Regions from separate parts of the Hordeum vulgare genome. Here region 1 is linked to region 2. The links are chromatin contacts, called in public Hi-C maps. All regions are on one chromosome and are shown on one strand. The core of a region is the stretch at or near the end of the contact, and the rest is flanking DNA. Distances in the headings are between cores, read along the strand shown.

The links. A called contact is a pair of places that touch in the nucleus more often than the background predicts.
Region 1: a Hi-C map of seedling shows a contact between it and region 2, with 3 times the contacts expected there. The contact joins the promoter of LOC123446208 here to the enhancer-like site in region 2. A contact is called at or near these places in 3 of 6 Hi-C or Micro-C datasets (leaf, seedling and an unstated tissue) and 1 of 1 datasets of contacts at active chromatin or transcription factors (embryo).

What each region holds. Positions count from the first base shown.
Region 1 is chr4H:104,425,500-104,431,039 of MorexV3_pseudomolecules_assembly, forward strand. It overlaps LOC123446208 (transcription repressor OFP8-like), which reads left to right and starts at 2,401. Exons shown (of 1, transcript XM_045122882.1): 1 at 2,401-3,937. The coding sequence starts at 2,741. The coding sequence ends at 3,466.
Region 2 is chr4H:104,245,150-104,250,478 of MorexV3_pseudomolecules_assembly, forward strand. No RefSeq gene overlaps it. Among protein-coding and RNA genes, the nearest start is that of LOC123446208, 180 kb to the right of the region's middle. Within about 2 kb of position 2,567, at least 3 of the 3 cell types and tissues checked have open chromatin away from gene starts, as enhancers often do. A contact at or near this core is called in leaf and seedling, where this site is marked.

The DNA.
Region 1 (5,540 bases), core at 1,151-3,650, 180 kb after region 2:
GTGCCAGTGCTGCATAAAAGCAAAGAATTTGAAGAAGAAGTTAGACACCTGCCTCGATAAGATCCGCTCAATCACCATCTTATTGTGGGTCGTCCAGGGGGTCCACGACATAGCGGCAAAGATTGGCCAAAATAAGCGGCGGCGATGCCAGGACGGGTGATCCTGGTTTCAAGAAGGTCCACGAGGTCCTCGGCCTCCCATTCGAGCCCAAGAGTCGCGTGTATGAATTCCCACATGCCCCTCGCCGACGTTTAAGTAAAAATTTATGTGTGTCGTTGTCTCCGGGACTGCGCATAAGGGGCACATGTCGTCTCCAGGCCATGCCGCTGAAGCACCTCTGTCCCTGAAGGTATGCTATCATGGAGCAGCTGCCACAAAAAATTATCTCAAGGGAAGGGGGGCTTCCATAAAGGCAAGAGCCAAGGGATGATGGGGGAGCGATAGAGAGCCTGGTATGCCGAATTAACCAAAAATTCCCTAGATGGGGATAGAGGCCAGGCCACTATGTCGAGATAATTTGGGAGCGCTTATGGCAAGGCATCTAGCAGGTGGATCCACTTGTTTGTTCCTATCTGGCTGAATGAGCCCATGAACCTAATATCTCATTGCCCTTGGAGAACGGCTGCATAAATGAGAAGGGATGGGTCTGCGCATACGAAAAACACGACACGGAAACCCACTCTGAGTGGCTCATCCCTAACCCATGGGTCCAGCGAGAACTGGGTCCCTTCCCCATTTCCTATATTAAAGGAGACCCCTTGGTGATTTTCCTTTTTGATCTTTTGGATAGCAAACTAGAATTGGGATCCGCCCACGTGGGAGCATGTCAGGAGTGGTTCACCCCTTAAGTACTTTGCATGAATGAGTTTTAGCCACAATCCGTCGTCGCTTTGAAGGATCCGCCATACCCACCATAGCATGACGGTGGTATTCATAGACCGGGAGACCGTGATCCCCAACCCGTCACGGTCCTTAGGCAAGTAGATATCTGCCCACTTGACCATGTGGTACTTCTAGCGACCGTCAGATGCTTGCCAAAAGAGCGTGGCGAGCTCCTTATCAAACAAGCTATGAACGGCCTCCGGCAGGACAGAAAGCCCCATCATAAACATGGGGAGAATCGTTAGGTTAGCACTAATGAGAACCGTTTTACTCCCCTTTGAGGTAAACCGGCCTCGCCATGGCTCGGCCCGCGAGGCAACCTGGCCAACTAGGGGGTCAAATCTAGTCGCCAGGATCTTCGACCTGGCCAAAGGCATCCTGGGTTAAGTTGTGTGAAACGTCGATAGCTTGCAATTTAGGTTATTAGCAATCCGTCGTTGGTCCTCTATTGAGTATGCGAGGACGAAAACCTCACTTTTACTAAAATTGATCTTCAGGCCCGACATCGCTTCGAAACACACGAGTAGGAACTTCCGATTAGCTATCTCGAGGTTCGACCCCTTAACCATGATCATGGTATCATCCGCATATTGGAGATGGATGACCCCTCCTCCAAGGATCAAGTGACCGACCACCCCTGTAAGATAACCGGCCATCCATGCTTTGTCTAGAATACCTGCCAAGGCATCAACAACAAGGTTGAAGAGAAGGGGCGAAATCGGATCCCCCTGCTTCATTCCAGTCGAGGAAGAAAAATAAGATCCCACATCGCCGTTAATGTTAATGGCCGTCTTGCTAGACAGGACTATCTGCATAATCTAGAAGCATCATATGTCGTCAAAGCCTCGGTGTTGTATCACCAACCTTAAGAAGAACCAATCCAGACGATCATAGGCATTCTGAAAGTCTAGCTTGAGGAACACGTTCTTATGACCACACGAGTGAACCTCACATGCACTATCGTGGAGGGCGAGGATACCATCGTGGATCCGTTGGCTCTAGGATAGACAAGGAGTCTATTGGTACCCTGCATCCTAAGGCTGTGTTTGGTTCAGCTTTTTTTACCAACTTCTTATTTAAAAAGCTAAAAGCTAACCAAAGGGGTAAATGTTCAAAGCAACTTTTGAGAATGTGTAACTTCTTTCTAGTGTAAATTCAAAACTGAGGGTACCTCAACTTTTCAGCTTCTAACTTTTCTACAACAGCTTTTTCATAACAGCTTTTTAAGAATCTACAGCTCAATCAAACACAGCCTAAGATAGACAAGATCAAACATGTCGGTGGCGGCCTGAATGCAGTGGTTGCTGATTTCTTCTCCATCAAAATCGACTGACTCAAATTTTAATTTCAGACGACTAGCCTCCAGCAAAACTGAAGAACATGCCTAGTAGCAACCTCTTCGGCTTCGGCTGTTGGTGCACGGACAAACAGTTTTTCCATTTGCTAAATTTGCAAAGCATCAAAGGCTAACCAGAGAGAGGACGGTCAAGGTCAATCTAGATGGCAGGGGGAGGAATGATGAGCAAGCGATCCCCACATGGCCCAGCTAAACCCCACCCCTCCCATCCACTCTTCTTAGTCAAATTACAGCATATATAAACTACACGCGGCGTAACAGCATCACACACGAGAAAATATACTAGCAACAGCATACTCGGATAGTCGCAATTGCACACACCACCGTGCACGCAATCAATCCCAGCTCGCCTACGCACCACCACCGGAACCAAAGCTTTATACATCCCTCGCACCACCACCGGAACCAAAGCTTTATACATCCCTCTCCAGCGTACACGCCGACGTAGCCTGGCAAAGCTAAGCTGAGCTGAGCTGAGCTATATATCGTAGCGCATCACCGATGTCGTCAACGGGAGCGCGCAGGGGCGTTGGCAGCGGCGGTGGCGGCGGCGGGCACTTTCCGGTCGGCCGGCGCCGCCACGTGGCGGTGGTCGACACCGGGTGCAGCTGCCGCCCGCGCCGCCCCAGGATGCTGCTCAGTCTGCCGTCTTTCCTCAAGCCTTCCTCCGCGAGCAAGCCACCGGCGGCACCGGCGAGGAGCACCAGCTCGTCCAGCCTCTTCCCGTCGTCCTCCTCCACCGCTTCCTTCTCCACAAGCTACGCCTCCTCCAACTGCTCCAACTACTATTCCTCCTATCATGGCTTCGGCGCCGCTTCCAAGCTGCATCAGCAGCAAGAGCACCTTCCCTCCGCCCAGGAGGTGCCGGCTGGGACGCCGGCCTCGCCGGTCAAGAGGCAGCCGGCGAGCATGAAGAAGAAGCAGAAGAAGAGGTATTACGCGGAGAATAAAGCAGGTACGGCAGAAGCGGGGCCGGAGGAGGACGTGGGGCTGGCGGTGGAGAAAGACTCGTCGGACCCTCGCGCCGACTTCCGGGAGAGCATGGTGCAGATGGTGGTGGAGACGGGGCTGTGTAGCTGGGACGACCTCCGCAGCATGCTCCGCCGCCTGCTCGCCCTCAACTCGCCGCGCCACCACGCCGCCATCCTCACCGCCTTCGCCGAGCTCTGCGCCCAGCTAGCCTCACCGCCCCCGCCGGCGGCATCGTCCTACCACTACCAGCTCTAGCTACCAAGCTAGCTAACTAGCCAGCTGATGTCTCGAGATCCTGGCACCACCCGGTGTGCGAGCGCCGGCGTCGTGAATTCCCGGCCAGGCTACTGGGTGGTGATAGGATCTCGCAGAAGAAACAAAGGTCGACGCTAGTACCGCTAGTACGAGCAGTAGGACAAAAGCTCATTAAAAAATGTAGGAGTACCAGGTGTTTGGTTTCTGGAGTCCGTTCTTGCTGGTGGGTTATTAGTTTCTTAAATGTTTAGTTTGCTTGCAAGTTATTATTAGTGCTTAATTAGTATAATTGGGAGGAGTTTGTGCTAGTGTGTATGTGCCTAGTGCATGGCCTTTGGTTTTGTGCGAAGGTCCATGCATGGACAAGTGCTACAATAATTGGTAGGGTTTGCTAATTACACTGAGTCACTAAACTATGTATGTCAAGTCTCAAAGTGTAGTGTTTTGTGATATACTCTTTCCGTATCAAAATTCTTGTCTTAAGTTTGTGTAAACATGAATGTATATAAATACCAAAACGTAATTAGATACATAAGTTTGTGTAGACATGGATGTATCTAAATACCAAAACATAATTAGATATATTTATATCTAAATAAATGTGAGACAAAAATTTTGGGACCGAGAGAGTATGAAACACTTGTAACTTTGCTAGTGAATGAGACTATGTACTACTCTTCTTTTATTATGGACGGGGGGAGTAGTTCCCAGTGAAATACGGGACCTGCTATATGTAAGCTGTTTGAAAATTTATCTTGGGTAAGCCAATTTTCTAGACCATTACGACGTTCTTTTTGCTTTTTCCTCCGGCTTTCTTGCTCCAACCGGTTCTATTTCCACATAAATGACTTATCTAATTGCAAATTCAGTCAATTAACATATGGCTATTATGTTGAATCCGTAGTTGGATGGTTAAAAGGATTGTGGTATCTCCTATCCATCAGAGTTTAAGTTTTAGATTTGATGTTGGTGCTTGCATTTTCCTGGATTTATTTCAGAACTTTCGGCGATGTGCTTTCAGTGACGACTTCGTCAATCTCAAGATGATGTGCCGGCTTAGTCTCTTTAAGATGCTCATAGGAATATGGTGTGCATGCGTGCGTTCATAGGGATGAGTATACGCTCGTGTATGTGAGCGGCTTTGATTGTATTCTGCTAAAAAATGTTCTTTCTTCCTGAACTTCTTAGACGAGGGTGGATATCTCCTCAACAAAAACAGGGCAAAGTTACCAGAGATGGTACTATAGAAGGGAAGTAGAAGCCTCCTCATCATCAGACGAGGAATTGTCGGAGTCGTGAAGGAAATTATGAAAAAGGAACTCCTCGACGGAATCCATTTTATACCTTGGCAAACTGTCGAGCACCTTGCGGGCTTCGTCGATGGAGCTGGCGGACGAAGAGACGCGTGCCTCCCCTTGGACCAGATGGCTGGTCTGGAGAATTCCCGACGGCGAGGTGGCGACGTTGGGGGGAGGTGTATCGGCATCGGCAAATGGGCGGCGACGACGACGCGACGGAGAGGGGCGAGGGTTTGCTGTCGATATGGGGTGGGAGGGGATAACCAATGTGCCACCAACTAGCTGACCAAGGGGAGGAGTAGGCGCGTGTCATGTCCGCGCCGACGCAAATCTGGCTAAAAAATGGAACGAAAATGGGTCGGCGGACAGAAAAAAGCGAACGCGCGTTCGTTTAGGTCAACGTGTCGGGTTAACTTTTCTGTCCACGGGATCCAAACGGACATGCGCGAACGAAATGAGTCGGCGCGTTGGAGTTGCTTTTATGATGAAACTAACATTATCAGTCATCTGAGAAACAGAAGTAGTGCATATGATATTTTCAGGCTCTTTCTTGCTTAACATCTTAGAGGGTGGATATTTTTTTTAGAAAAGAGATTAAAAAAATTATCATTTTTACTAATTAAGAAGAAGAGAATTACCCGATTAATTGTTGGAAAACCGGACTAAAACCAATACAATACACAACCCACAGATATCTCCTCATCAAAAACAGGGTCAAGTTACCAAACACGGTACTGTATAGCAGTGAAGTAGAAGTAGATCACAACAGGGGTGCA
Region 2 (5,329 bases), core at 1,317-3,816:
AATGTATATAAAAATCCATGATAAGGGATATCCTTTGCATGGGCAGGCCCGACCCCGAGGGGAGACAAGGGGGCCGACCCCCCCCCCCCCCCCCCCCCCCCCGCCCCGCCCCCTCTCCCACGTATGCGTTTTGCTATTGTATGGGCTTATCCAATGGCAAAGTAGCGGGTACTCCCTCCATAAAAAGTGAGTGTTTTCCACAATTTTCTTCTTACTGTTGAGAGCCCTTGCGGCTACAATTGAGGAGGAATCTGTTATTGCATGCAATTAATTACGAATAGTCATGAAAAAAAAAATCACCCCTCATTTCGTACATGCGTCACCTCAGATTGGTTTGGCACAAAATGATTTGCCTTGCTTGATCGCCTTGGCCTATGGTAGATTAGTTTTTTTTATAGTTGTTGTTTTGATTGTCTCTAGAAATTATATCGGTCCACTGTTTTAGGAAAAAAATATTTCTTTGTTTTGAAAATTTTGATGAAATCAAAAAATCTTTATCGGTTTTGAAAATATGAAGCGACTTTGGAAAAACTTCATGAATTTTAAAAATATCCACGTATTTGAAAATTCTTAGCTACTAAAAAATAGTTCAATAATTTGAAAAGTGTTCATGTATTTTTTAAAAATTTGTTCACAAGTCGAAAAATGTTCATGTTTCAAAATTTCTTCACAATTTGAAAAATGTTCGTGGTTTCAAAATTTATTCACAGATTCGAAAAATGTCCGCAGTTTTATAATTTTGTTCACGAATTTGAAATTTTTCCATGTTTAAAAATTTATTCACAATTTGAAAAATGTTCACGGTTTAACTAAAAATATTCACAATTTTATATATTTGTTCACGAATTGGAATTTATTTCATGTTTCCAAATTTGTTCACAATTCAGAAAGGTTCGCATATTCAAAAATGCTCACAATTTTATAATTTTGTTCACGAATTTGAAATTTATTCATGTTTCAAATTTGTTCATAATTAAAAAAATGTTTATGGTTTCAAAATTTGTTTACAATTTGAATTTTTTCCATGTTTCAAATTTTGTTCACAATTTGAAAACTGTTCATGGTTTCAATTTTTTTTTTTGCAGATTCAAAAAATGTTCATGGTTGTATAATTTTATTCTAAATTTAAAATTTATTCATATTTCAAATTTGTTAAAAATTCAAAAATATTCACTGTTTCAAAAGATGTTCTGGATTTTGAAAAAGTATTCTTCAAATCCTAAAAATATTTTTGCTTCAAATTATAAAGTTGAAGAAAAAAATAAAGAAAAAACGAACCAAAAAAGAAAAAAGGAAATAAGCAGAAAAGAAAAAAGAAACAGAAAAAAAATAAACTGGGCCGGAGGAGTCGGGCGTTCCCCTGTGCGTCCGTTCGGCAGTTTGCCGCAACAAGCGGCGCGTACGAGGTCCCTGGGAGTTATGTCTCGCCTGTGTCAAGCGGCGCTACTAGGCCAGCTCAGTACTATAGCTGCGGAGCGAGTTTTTTCTCTCGCCGGTTTTCTTATTGGTTTTCTCAATGTTTGCAGTGGATTGCTTCGTTTCCCCTTTATTACTATTATTTTATTTCATTTTTTCATTTCTCTTCGGTTTTGACCGGTTTTCAATGTTTTCTTTTAGTTACTTTTTTTTACTTTTTTATTTTTTATTCAACGCATGTCTACATTTTTTCGATACACCAATAATATTTTCTATACGCATTTATATGTTTATTCCAAATACATGATAATATTGATCAAGTACATGTTTTGATGTTTATATATTTTTATACACGTTGTACATTTTTATAAACATGTTTATTATATTTTTCAAATACATGATTAACATTTTTGAACATCGGATAAGATTTTTCTGAAATATGTCACCAACATATTTTGAAGGTTGTAAGCATTGTTTTAAGTTCCTTGGATACTTTGTTACATCGTTTTTTTAAGTGTCATGTATATTTTCTCAAACATGTGAACATTTTTAAATGTCACCATTTTTTTTCGAATCCTATGCATGGTTATTCAAAATTATGCTAACAAACTTTCTACTTTGCGTTGGCACTTCTGTTATTTGCAGTGTTCTATTTAATTATTTTTTCGAATATAGGTTTTTAGAATGTCTCAAAACAGAATAAAGTCTTTTTTTTGCAGGGAAAACATAATAAAGTTTTCTTCTGCTTTTTTGTGAAAGAAAACATAACAAGCTCTAAGTAATAAAAGTGAAAAATAAAGAAAATATGAATGTAATTAGTGTACTTATACAGTACTGTGCATGCCCAGTGAGTGCACTTCCTAATAATTCGAGGCGTACCTCTATCTCGCTGCAAGCGAGACAAAGACGAGTCCATTGGTACGCTCCCCATATGTATTTGCATTCTCCAAAGCCCAAGGCATTTGTAGGGTAACAGACGCAAGGAGTGCGCAAAGCATTCTTTTGAAATTTCCTCTAGGCCGGCCCGGTCCACCCATGTACTGATGTACTCCAGTTGTGCTAAAGAAACGGGTACTGATGTACTCCACTGTACCACTCTACTGTATCTGTGCGAGTTAATCCGAAAAACAGGCCAGTGAGTTTAATCGATTAGTTCAGCAGAGCCCATCGGAAGCATTCATACCCCTGGGCCTGCTGCCCAGGCCCAGGGACGATCTGATCCACCAATTACCAAGGCGAGCCAGCTAATCTATAGGGCGCCTCTGAGACAGGTTCCTGCATGCCGCATCCAATGCGAGTGTCCAGTTAATACATCTGTCAGGTCACATTCACCCGTCCGCCTGCATTCGTGCCCATCTTTGCTTCTGCTAAGCATTTATCAGTTCCGCAGACGTGGTAATTTCCCCTTCGGTAAAATTCAAGTACCTGTGCAATTGTTCAGGCCACCACGACGTCGAACTAGGGGGCGTTTCTCTTCTACCACTCCTGCTGTCATTTCCGTTCAAACAAGCTGCGGGTTAAAACTTTCAGATACAACAAGTTAGAGCTACTCCTACAACGGTTCAGGAACCCTAATCGCTTACATCCCCGGCGAAGAATAAGCAAGAGCTTTTTACCATCCCATCCATCATCCTGGGCGAATACTCATAGTTCCGTAGCAAAGCTGGAGGCATCAAATTGGCGGTAGCTGAGAGTGGTAAAGAGTTCGAGCATTGAAGACGCTGCACATAAGGTTGCATGCCATCACCACCCTGCACTGACATATTCATAATTCGTGGCAGCGTAGCAGTAGCAGTAGCAGTTGAGGCCATAGCAGGGAAAGAGGGCCATAATTTCTCGCCAGAATTTGACTGCAGCACAACAATGAAAATAGACTCTGCATTTCTGGCCTGGTCTGCTCTCTCCGTCGTCTCGTCCGGCCTAGATCTCATGCTCACCTCACGTATTCAGCAATGGCATGGAGGCAGCAGGTCCAGGCTGACCTGATGATGCGCGATGAGTAAACCGAGTTATGTTGTCAGGAGATGTCATCGTTTCAGGCTCGTGTAGACCGCCGGATGCCAGACAGCTAGCTCTAGCTAGCTCGCGCAATGCATAGCATGTTGGAACGTGCGTATGCAGGTCTACGCGATTCTTACTTCAGCCCGCTACTTGACGGAACTTGCGTAACTAGCGACATGAATAAAACTGATCGATGAATTTGTTGGCTAAAGACCCGTGTCGTGCCTTTGCTTTGTATTGCTTTTCGTTTTTCTGGTGTTACAATGAACACCCCTAGGGTGTCATTTATACACGTCCACAAGGTACTATGGAAATAGACTAGGACTAGGAATCATAATACTACTAGGACTAGGTTTGGCTTTCTTTCCTAATCCTAAAGAAACAACATGATTAACTTCTACATTCACCTCCTTAATCTTGTTGCTTGACTTCACTTCTTGCACTCCGACTTTCCTCTTTATCTCGATGAACTTCTGTCGACCGAGGGACTTGGTGAAAATATCGGTAAGTTGGTCTTTCGTGTTCACATGTTGAACCTCGATCAACCCTTCTTCAATGCACTCCCGGATATGGTGGAACCAGGTATCTATGTGCTTGCTCCTTTCGTGATTAACCGGATTTTTGCACAACGAGATTGCAGCTTGGTTATCGATCTTCAGTGACACCTTCTGCACCTCCCGCTTTGCAAGAATAGCTAGGAGTCTTCTCAACCACACTGCTTGACAAGCCGCCGTGCTTGCCGCTATGTATTCTGCCTCGCATGAAGACAGTGCCACCACCTTTTGCTTGTGAGAATTCCAGCTAATCGGATTCGGGCCAAGGTAGAAAACCATGCCCGTTGTGCTCTTTGGTCATCAACATCACCTACCATGTCACTATCTGAATATCCACGAAGGATCAATCCTTCCTTTCCCTTTCTGTACGTGCAACCAAGATTAATGGTGCCTTTCACATAGCGTAAGATTTGATTGACCGCGCTCATGTGCTCGATTGTCTGATTCTCCATGAAACGACTCACGATCCCAACTGAATAAGCCAAGTCAGGTCGGGTATGCACCAAATATCTTAGGCTGCCCACAACGCTTCGATACATTGTGGTGTCCACCGACGGATTTGAGCTACGCTTGCTCAACTTGTGACGTTGGTCCATTGGAACTTGTGTCTCGTAGCAATCTGACATGCCACACTTTTCCAATAACTTGACCGCGTAAGCCCATTGACATAGGGAAATCTCTCGGGAGTTTTGCTTCACTTTGATGCCCAAGTAATAGCTGAGTAATCCCAGATCACTCATGTTGAACTTGTTCTTCATTTGCGCCTTCAAACGTTCAATTTCTTGTACGCTATCTCTCGTGATAATCAGATCGTCAACATAAACTCCAACTAGCAGGTTTGAGCCTTTGGAGTTCTTTGTATAGACTGCGTGCTCGAGGGGACATCTCTTGAACCCGAGCGAGACCAGACTTCGGTCTAACTTTGAGTTCCAAGCTCTTGGTGCTTGCTTCAACCTGTAAAGTGCATTCTTGAGCTTGTAAACTTTCCCTTCTTCGCCTTTCTTCTCGTAGCCGAGGGGTTGTTCCACGTACACTTCTTCTGTGAGATCGCCGTTGAGGAAAGCGGATTTAACATCCATATGATGAACCTTCCAATCCTCTTGTGCTGCCAAAGCTAGGAGCACTCTCACCGTCTCGATTCGAGCAACCGGTGCAAACACCTCATCATAGTCAACTCCTTGACGTTGTACCTAGCCCTTTGCAACGAGTCTTGCCTTGTACTTCACAATGGCACCCTGTGTGTCCTTCTTTAACTTGTAAACCCACTTCAAACCTATCACCTTTTGGTTTAGAGGACGGGTTACCAAAGTCCGCGTGCCATTGCTCTCAATCGCCTTCATCTCCTCATCCATGGCGTG